Regions from separate parts of the Hordeum vulgare genome. Here region 2 is linked to region 1. The links are chromatin contacts, called in public Hi-C maps. All regions are on one chromosome and are shown on one strand. The core of a region is the stretch at or near the end of the contact, and the rest is flanking DNA. Distances in the headings are between cores, read along the strand shown.

Region 1 (3,462 bases), core at 906-3,405:
AAGAAGTGGTTAAAGAAAAATTCATCTCCACTTCCATACCTTCGTGGGCAAAGAGGTCGCGAAGATCACCTTGATGCAGCAGGGGCGTTTGGCGGCGGGCTACAGGTCGCTATGGAGCACCCGATAAAAGCTGTCATGGTCGATAGGAGTCGTCGGCGGTCGTATCCCCTCTGGCACCGGATACGACGACGACTCCAAACGACGGCCAAAGGTCCTACAAAAGCACGGGCGTGCTGACGGCCATGATGAGATGTGGTTTGGTATGGACGGTCGTGGGATGAGGAGTGAGGAGGCGGCCGAAAAAACAGTGGCAGTGCCACGACGGGTGGGGCGGGTGGAGGCGTTGGAGGTGAATGAAGCGCTAGTGTCCCCGACAGGTGGGCCACGGGAAGGACAAGGGTGTGCGTTTATTAGACAAGTCAAAGATAGAATAATTTTATTTGTACCTAAACATATTACAGATAACTTTACTTAATACTAGATATTATAGACACATATATTGTCATGTGCAAGTTCCTGTAAAGAATAACATTAAACCTAATTCATCTGTACTCCATGCTTGCAACTTATAGTTCACATAAGTTTTTTCAAATTTCAACATTGTAAAACTATATCAAATCAATACCAATAGATCATCATGAGATATATTTTTATCTGGTATGTATTTGGTGTTGTAAATGTTTATTTTTGTATAAAATTGGTCAAAGTTTACTTTAGAAAAGAATTATATGGACTATAAATTAGTAATAACAGAGTACAAGGTCACACATGGTAATTTGGTTCTAACTTTGAAATTCATTTGGAAGGAAATAAAAGAAATATTATATGCCAATTGAATTTGTATTTGAAAAAAGATTCCAACAATATTTTGTGTGTGGCCTTGTACAATAACATGTTCTTAAGTAGTACAGGAGATTTAAGAGACTAAAATGAGTACAAATGTTTGGCACACAATAGTGTCCAGTGTTCCTATATATATAGTTACAACTCACTACTAGTACATATTTTTCCTATCCATCCAGCTATGCCGATCAACTCTTGCATGTTAGTTATAACCTGCAATATTTTGCATTAACTAACCAATTCAACCATGCCTCATCAACAAATCATACATGTCAATTATAAGTAACATTTATTTATGTTGTCATGTATGGTATATATATGACGCTCGGAGCATACATATATATGAGGCTTGCGGCATACATATATATGTAGTTCTCGGTTCATACTTTTGTTAGAAAATTGCATCTTGTTAATTTTCAAAATTTTATTATTATGCTGTATTGCTTTTAAAATATAATAAATCATCTACATTTATTCATTTCTTAACAAGTTTCGACAGCAACGCGTGAATAGCCGGATCTAGTAGCAAGCCAACTGTTTACAAACTATAGGAGCCGTATATATGTTTGGCCTTTTCTATCCACGTTAATGCCGGTAAAGAAAAAGCTAAAATTGTGCAGCAATTAAATACACTTGGGAGAGAATTCAAACTAGCATTCAACTCGCGCGCAGTGGTGTAGAGCCCCCCGCTACCAGCAAGACACTGTTCCAATTCGTTGGATGGCCCGTGCATTTCCTGTTGATCGAGCCACGGCTAGCAATAGGGTATGGGCGGCTTAAATTGATGGATCTACACGGTACATCCATTTTGTCTTCAATAATTCTACATGCATTGATTATGATCGATCATTAGCTAGGGAGTATCTTAATTACGTAACTATGGTTTCACATGCATGCTAACCTGAACGTAATTGCGCTAACCTGGACTGGACTTAACTGAACATCTGTACGTAGGCACATATGATGTTCCCTTGCAGGCATATTGTACTGTACTCTTCTCATGAAGAAGGATCATAGTATACATTATTGTCGGTTAAATTTGTGACGTACAAAATCCTTGCACTCCATAGGTATTGTAGATAGAAGTACTACTGATCATGGACGAGATCAAGTGCTTGGAGCTATAGACAGATGGAATTGTGGTGATGAGCATTGAAACCCAGTGTGCATGCGCTTGCAGCACCGTGGGTGGCCCAGCATGCATGCGGCTAGCCATGCATGCATGATGCATCCATCGGTCCAGCACGTACCAGTACTGTTCCAATTAATTAGGCGGTTGGCGCGATCACTGTACCTAGCCGCGGTGGGGATTTAAGGGGTAATTGAGCCTGACGTAGAGACTGTACCCTACTGCTCGCTTCTATCTATCGTAGCGTATACCTGTCATGGCCGTCGGGCCCGCCCAACCAAGAGGATCGTCCGAGAATTCAATCGTGTTCTTTTTTCTTTCCTTCTTTTCGAGTTTAAGTCATGGTGTTGATTAGTGTAGCTTCGCCTCTGCGCCATCCTGGGAGATCTATATTCAGCAATTTTAACTTTGCCGGAAGCCACAACACCGGAAGAAAACGCCGTAGCTGTGGCGACCGACCTAGTCTTGAGCATCTGGTTGATCATACTTGTTGGTGTATAGTGTATATCAATTACCATGTGTGGTAGTGTGTAGGAGATCCGGAGACGATTGGATTGGGGGTATGTACGTACACGGTGGGCTTGGTATGTAGAGGATCCGGGAGAGCAGACAGAGTGGGTTCAAGGTATGAGCACTGAATGCGCACAGTGGAGGCCATTGAATGTGGAATAGTGGCCAGAGAACAAATGGCGTGGTGGTGTGATGGCGCGGCCTACAGTGATGTGGTTCGACAAGCGCCGGACCCGACCCGACCGCCATTAATCCCACGATTGACAAGCGCGAGACAGGGCCGGGCGAGAAATATATGACCTACTGGTGCGTGGAGGAGAGGGCGCCCGCGAGGTCGGTCGACCCCCCTCGGCCTTTCATCACTTGCTCCACGTCGCCATCCTCAGGCCCTTTTCTCCCTTTTCCCTGCTGGCCGGCTCCTGTAGATCCAGGAGTGTGCATGGCACGGCGAATCGGTGGTTCGATGTACCGGCCGGCCGGTTGGTGTGCCTGAATTAATTCATGTGGTTTACAAGAGGTTTCAGTTTGGTAGCATGGCAGCAAAGAATTACCGTCGCTCTCCTCCGGGTCTCTTGGTGCCCTGGAATAGCCGGCGGTGTGCACGAGGTTTCAGTTTTTTGAGTTTTGACAAGGAAAAGGAGGAGACAGACTTCCTCGTAGGGGTGGTGGAAGCTACTTGCTAGGCAAACATTTGAGACATGGGAGGCTGGAGGGCGAGGATATATACAAGAGCATCTCAAGCACACCCTCAAACCCGTTTTTTTTTTTTTTTTGTGTTTTACAATTTAAGTCGTAAAAAATGTGTAGAATAGAAACCGTAAAAGTTGTCCAACCAATAAATTTTTTAAGGGACACGGTAAAGCCACATCGGAAATCTTTATTTTTAAAGGTTGGAAGGCCGATTCCGGGGGCCCCGTATACCGGTCAAACCTCGTCGGAGCAAACACGCCGCCCCGGAGTTTGCCGAAATCCGTTCTAAA
Region 2 (3,427 bases), core at 157-2,656, 130 kb after region 1:
ATCCCGGAAGATTGTGTGCCTCATCTGATCTTACCAAGAGGTCGCGTTGATGTTATGATGATACGACCAGCACGGCCAGGTCAGCCTAGGTATTTGCATCACTCCTGTCCATACCGGATTTCTAAAACCGATGAAGTCATGACAATCAAAGATTGGAAAAAATGTATGGTCAATCGTAGAGAGCTACTTGGAAGCAACATTGTGCGTAGGTCAAGAATTGGAGACAAGATGATCTCCATTCTCCATAATGGGGAGTCAGGGCCTATATTGTTTTATGATATTCCACCTAAGCACATGAGTAGGTCCTAGGTACAATGTGTTATTATGTGCTACAATGTGTTAGAGTTGACGATCATGATGAGGAGGAGTTGTGATTATGATTAGTGACCAACTTTTATTATATGATGTCTCATTGACGAAAATGATATTAAATAGTATTGGTGGTAATGACTATGATGATTATTAGTTATTTCCGAGATGATGTGATGATGTGCTACAATGTGTTAGAGTTGACGATGATGATGATGAGGAGTTGTGATTATGACTAGTGACCAACTTTTGTTATATGATGTCTCATTGACTATGATGATTACTTCTACATCACTATGTATCGCTATTTTCGAGATGATATGATGATATTTTATGAAACTATTGTATATAATATGTATCACTTACTTCTATATCACTTAGGGTGTGTTTGCTTTGAGGATATAGTGGCACGAGACGGGTTGATTCCGTCTGCGGTCCACCATTCCAATGTTTAGTTGAGGATGGAACCGGAACCGGGTGATCCTTAAAAAAGGAATATTCCCTATATATGCTTCATCAAGTGATTCCACCAAATCGAAGAAATCACCTGGTTATTCTTCTCTTATTGATAGAAGAAAAAAGAAAACACCCATGCTAATTGTTAAAACCAAAAATACGATGGAAATGTTGCTGAAATTTATATAATATTTCGATTAAAAAAAGAATAACCCCACAAGGTGAGTTGAGTCATATTCTTCTTATTTCATATCTCCAACCAAACACAAGAATTGAACGAACCCGTGATATTTTTTATCTTCAACCGAACACAAAAATGAAATCAACCCATTCCTTCAAGACCATGACATGTCATATCTTTTGGTTCTCAAACCAAACACACCCTTATATATGTATCACTATGATGAATTGTATCCGAAGATATAAAATGGAATGGTAGAAAAAAAGACTGTACTTGGACTCATTCGGCGTGCAAAGCACGGAAAGGGCCAAAGGGGAGCGGCAAATTAACAGGCGTAGCTGCTCGAAGGGTCACTTCAGTGGGCACAATCCATCCGTTTCCGTTGGCTGTAGCCTGTGGCAACCAGTGATGAATGGACCGTGCACGCGTGCGCTACCTCGTTTTTGGAGAGATTCAGCCAGCATGCAATGTGTGGCCCCAGACTGGAAGACTCTCTCTCTCTGACACACACACGCTGACACACACAGAGTCACACACACACGTTAAGTGGGAGTACATCATTTTCTCCCAGTAAAAAAGTCACATGGGATGTGAAATCGATAAAATTGATCCGTTGACGAAACAATTTCACAAACTCGACTTCGTTTAAGAAAAATTCATTTACCTGACCTTTTTATGTGGCGTTCTACATTATGTAACGCCTAACATATGTACGTTACACTTTTAGTCAGCGTGACATCCGGGGCTATACTCCTGGTTCTGTGGCGCCTAAGAAAAAGGACACACATTATATTGTGTGGCGCCTAGCTGAAATGAGTCACACTATTTTATATTAAAATTGATGTAATTTTAATTTGTACATCCGATGAAAATGTGTTTTATATGGGTATCATGTATTTTTCTGTGTTCTATGCAATGGTGTAATTTTCAACTATATTTGAATAATTTTTTTGATGAAAATTCTATTACAAAAATGCATCATAGTATAACTGGTCGAATTTGTTAAGACACACAAACTTTTCAACTATATAAGACTATATAAGAGACGAAATTATACTATGATGTATTTTTCTGTCATAATAAATTTGATCAGTTATACTATGATGCATTTTTGTAACTGATTTTTTATCAAAAAAATTATCCTAATATAGTTGAAAATGCCACCACTGCGTAGAACACAGAAAAATACAGAATATTCATATAAGACACATTTTCATCGAATGTACGAATTAAAAGTTACATCAGTTAAATATAAGATAGTGTGACTCCTTTCAATAAGGCGTCACACAATATAGTGTGGCTTCTTTCTTTTAGACGTGACAATCAAGAATGTGGCTTCGGGTGCCACGTTGGCCAGAAGTGTAACATCTTTATGCTAGACGTTACATAGTGTAGTGTGACGCCCGGCTGCCGGGCACTACACAAAATGGTCAGCAATGTGAATTTTTTTAAACCCAGTTTGATTTGTGAATTTGTTTGGTTCAGGTGTCAATTTTGTGGGTTTTGCCGAGATGTGATAACTACTGTATCAGAATACTTTTGGCGGCGAAGGAACAGCACGGTGAAAATTATCGCTCGTACCGTCGTACATACTGGTATGCAAAGTCTAATCACACTCCAACGTCAGGCTTTTGTCTTTTAAGAAAAGTAGGGTACAAATAGGAACTACTCCTCACTGAAAGCCTGATCGATAGTGCCCCAGCAGATCATCTCTAATCAATGTCACCACCGCATCATTTGCGAGAATCTGATCATTAAATATCCTGCGGCTCCTCTCCTTCCAGAGATGACATGCCACAAGGAATGACAACACTGACAGGTGAAGAAGTTGCTTGTTTTAGGCTTAAGAGACGGCGCCGTCCCCCGTCCATGGATACAGCAGCGAATCTAGGACGAAAATGCAGGGTAGGCTTTGTGTAACCTAGTTGTTCTAGGTTGCACCTATTTTTTTTGGACGGAGCCTGCCAAAAATGCTAAGGCTTAGTACTGAAAAGAAATCATGATTTCTGAGGGCTCAAGCCATGCGAAGCCTGGCCCTTGGATTCGCCACTGCATGGATAGATGTGGAAACCTTAGGACGCGAGGAGTTGAAGGCGAACCAAACCTCTATGGCCTCAGGAACATAAACTGTTTTTCATTGCATGCATGGCCGCCATACTTGAGCTTCGCCAACGAGGGTAATCGTCTGAAAATATGTTGAGATACAGAGTCTGATGCATGGCAGGCAGTGTCACGTCAAGATGGTGTAGCATGTGCGCGCTATAGAAGAAACCTAGCTAGACCTGCTCCACTATGGAGTAGCTTGGAGTATGATACAGTCGTAGGCCGGCTAGGCTAGGTAGCAGTATCCTGTACAGTGTACTCACGTACGAGCCCACGTATCGCAATGATGAGTATAGCTAAGTATGAGAAAACGTACGCGCTCCGCCACGGCGCGTGCCGTCTTGGGGCACCTATCCGTCAATCGTCAGCCGTCAGCCG

What was found. Hi-C and Micro-C count contacts between places; a contact is called where the count stands out from the background.
Region 2: a contact with region 1 is called in a Hi-C map of leaf, with 5 times the contacts expected there. The contact joins two enhancer-like sites. A contact is called at or near these places in 2 of 6 Hi-C or Micro-C datasets (leaf and seedling).

The regions. Positions count from the first base shown.
Region 1 is chr5H:476,404,161-476,407,622 of MorexV3_pseudomolecules_assembly, forward strand. No RefSeq gene overlaps it. Among protein-coding and RNA genes, the nearest start is that of LOC123399344, 48 kb to the left of the region's middle. Within about 2 kb of position 2,156, at least 2 of the 3 cell types and tissues checked have open chromatin away from gene starts, as enhancers often do. A contact at or near this core is called in leaf, where this site is marked.
Region 2 is chr5H:476,534,960-476,538,386 of MorexV3_pseudomolecules_assembly, forward strand. No RefSeq gene overlaps it. Among protein-coding and RNA genes, the nearest start is that of LOC123399348, 59 kb to the left of the region's middle. Within about 2 kb of position 1,407, at least 2 of the 3 cell types and tissues checked have open chromatin away from gene starts, as enhancers often do. A contact at or near this core is called in leaf, where this site is marked.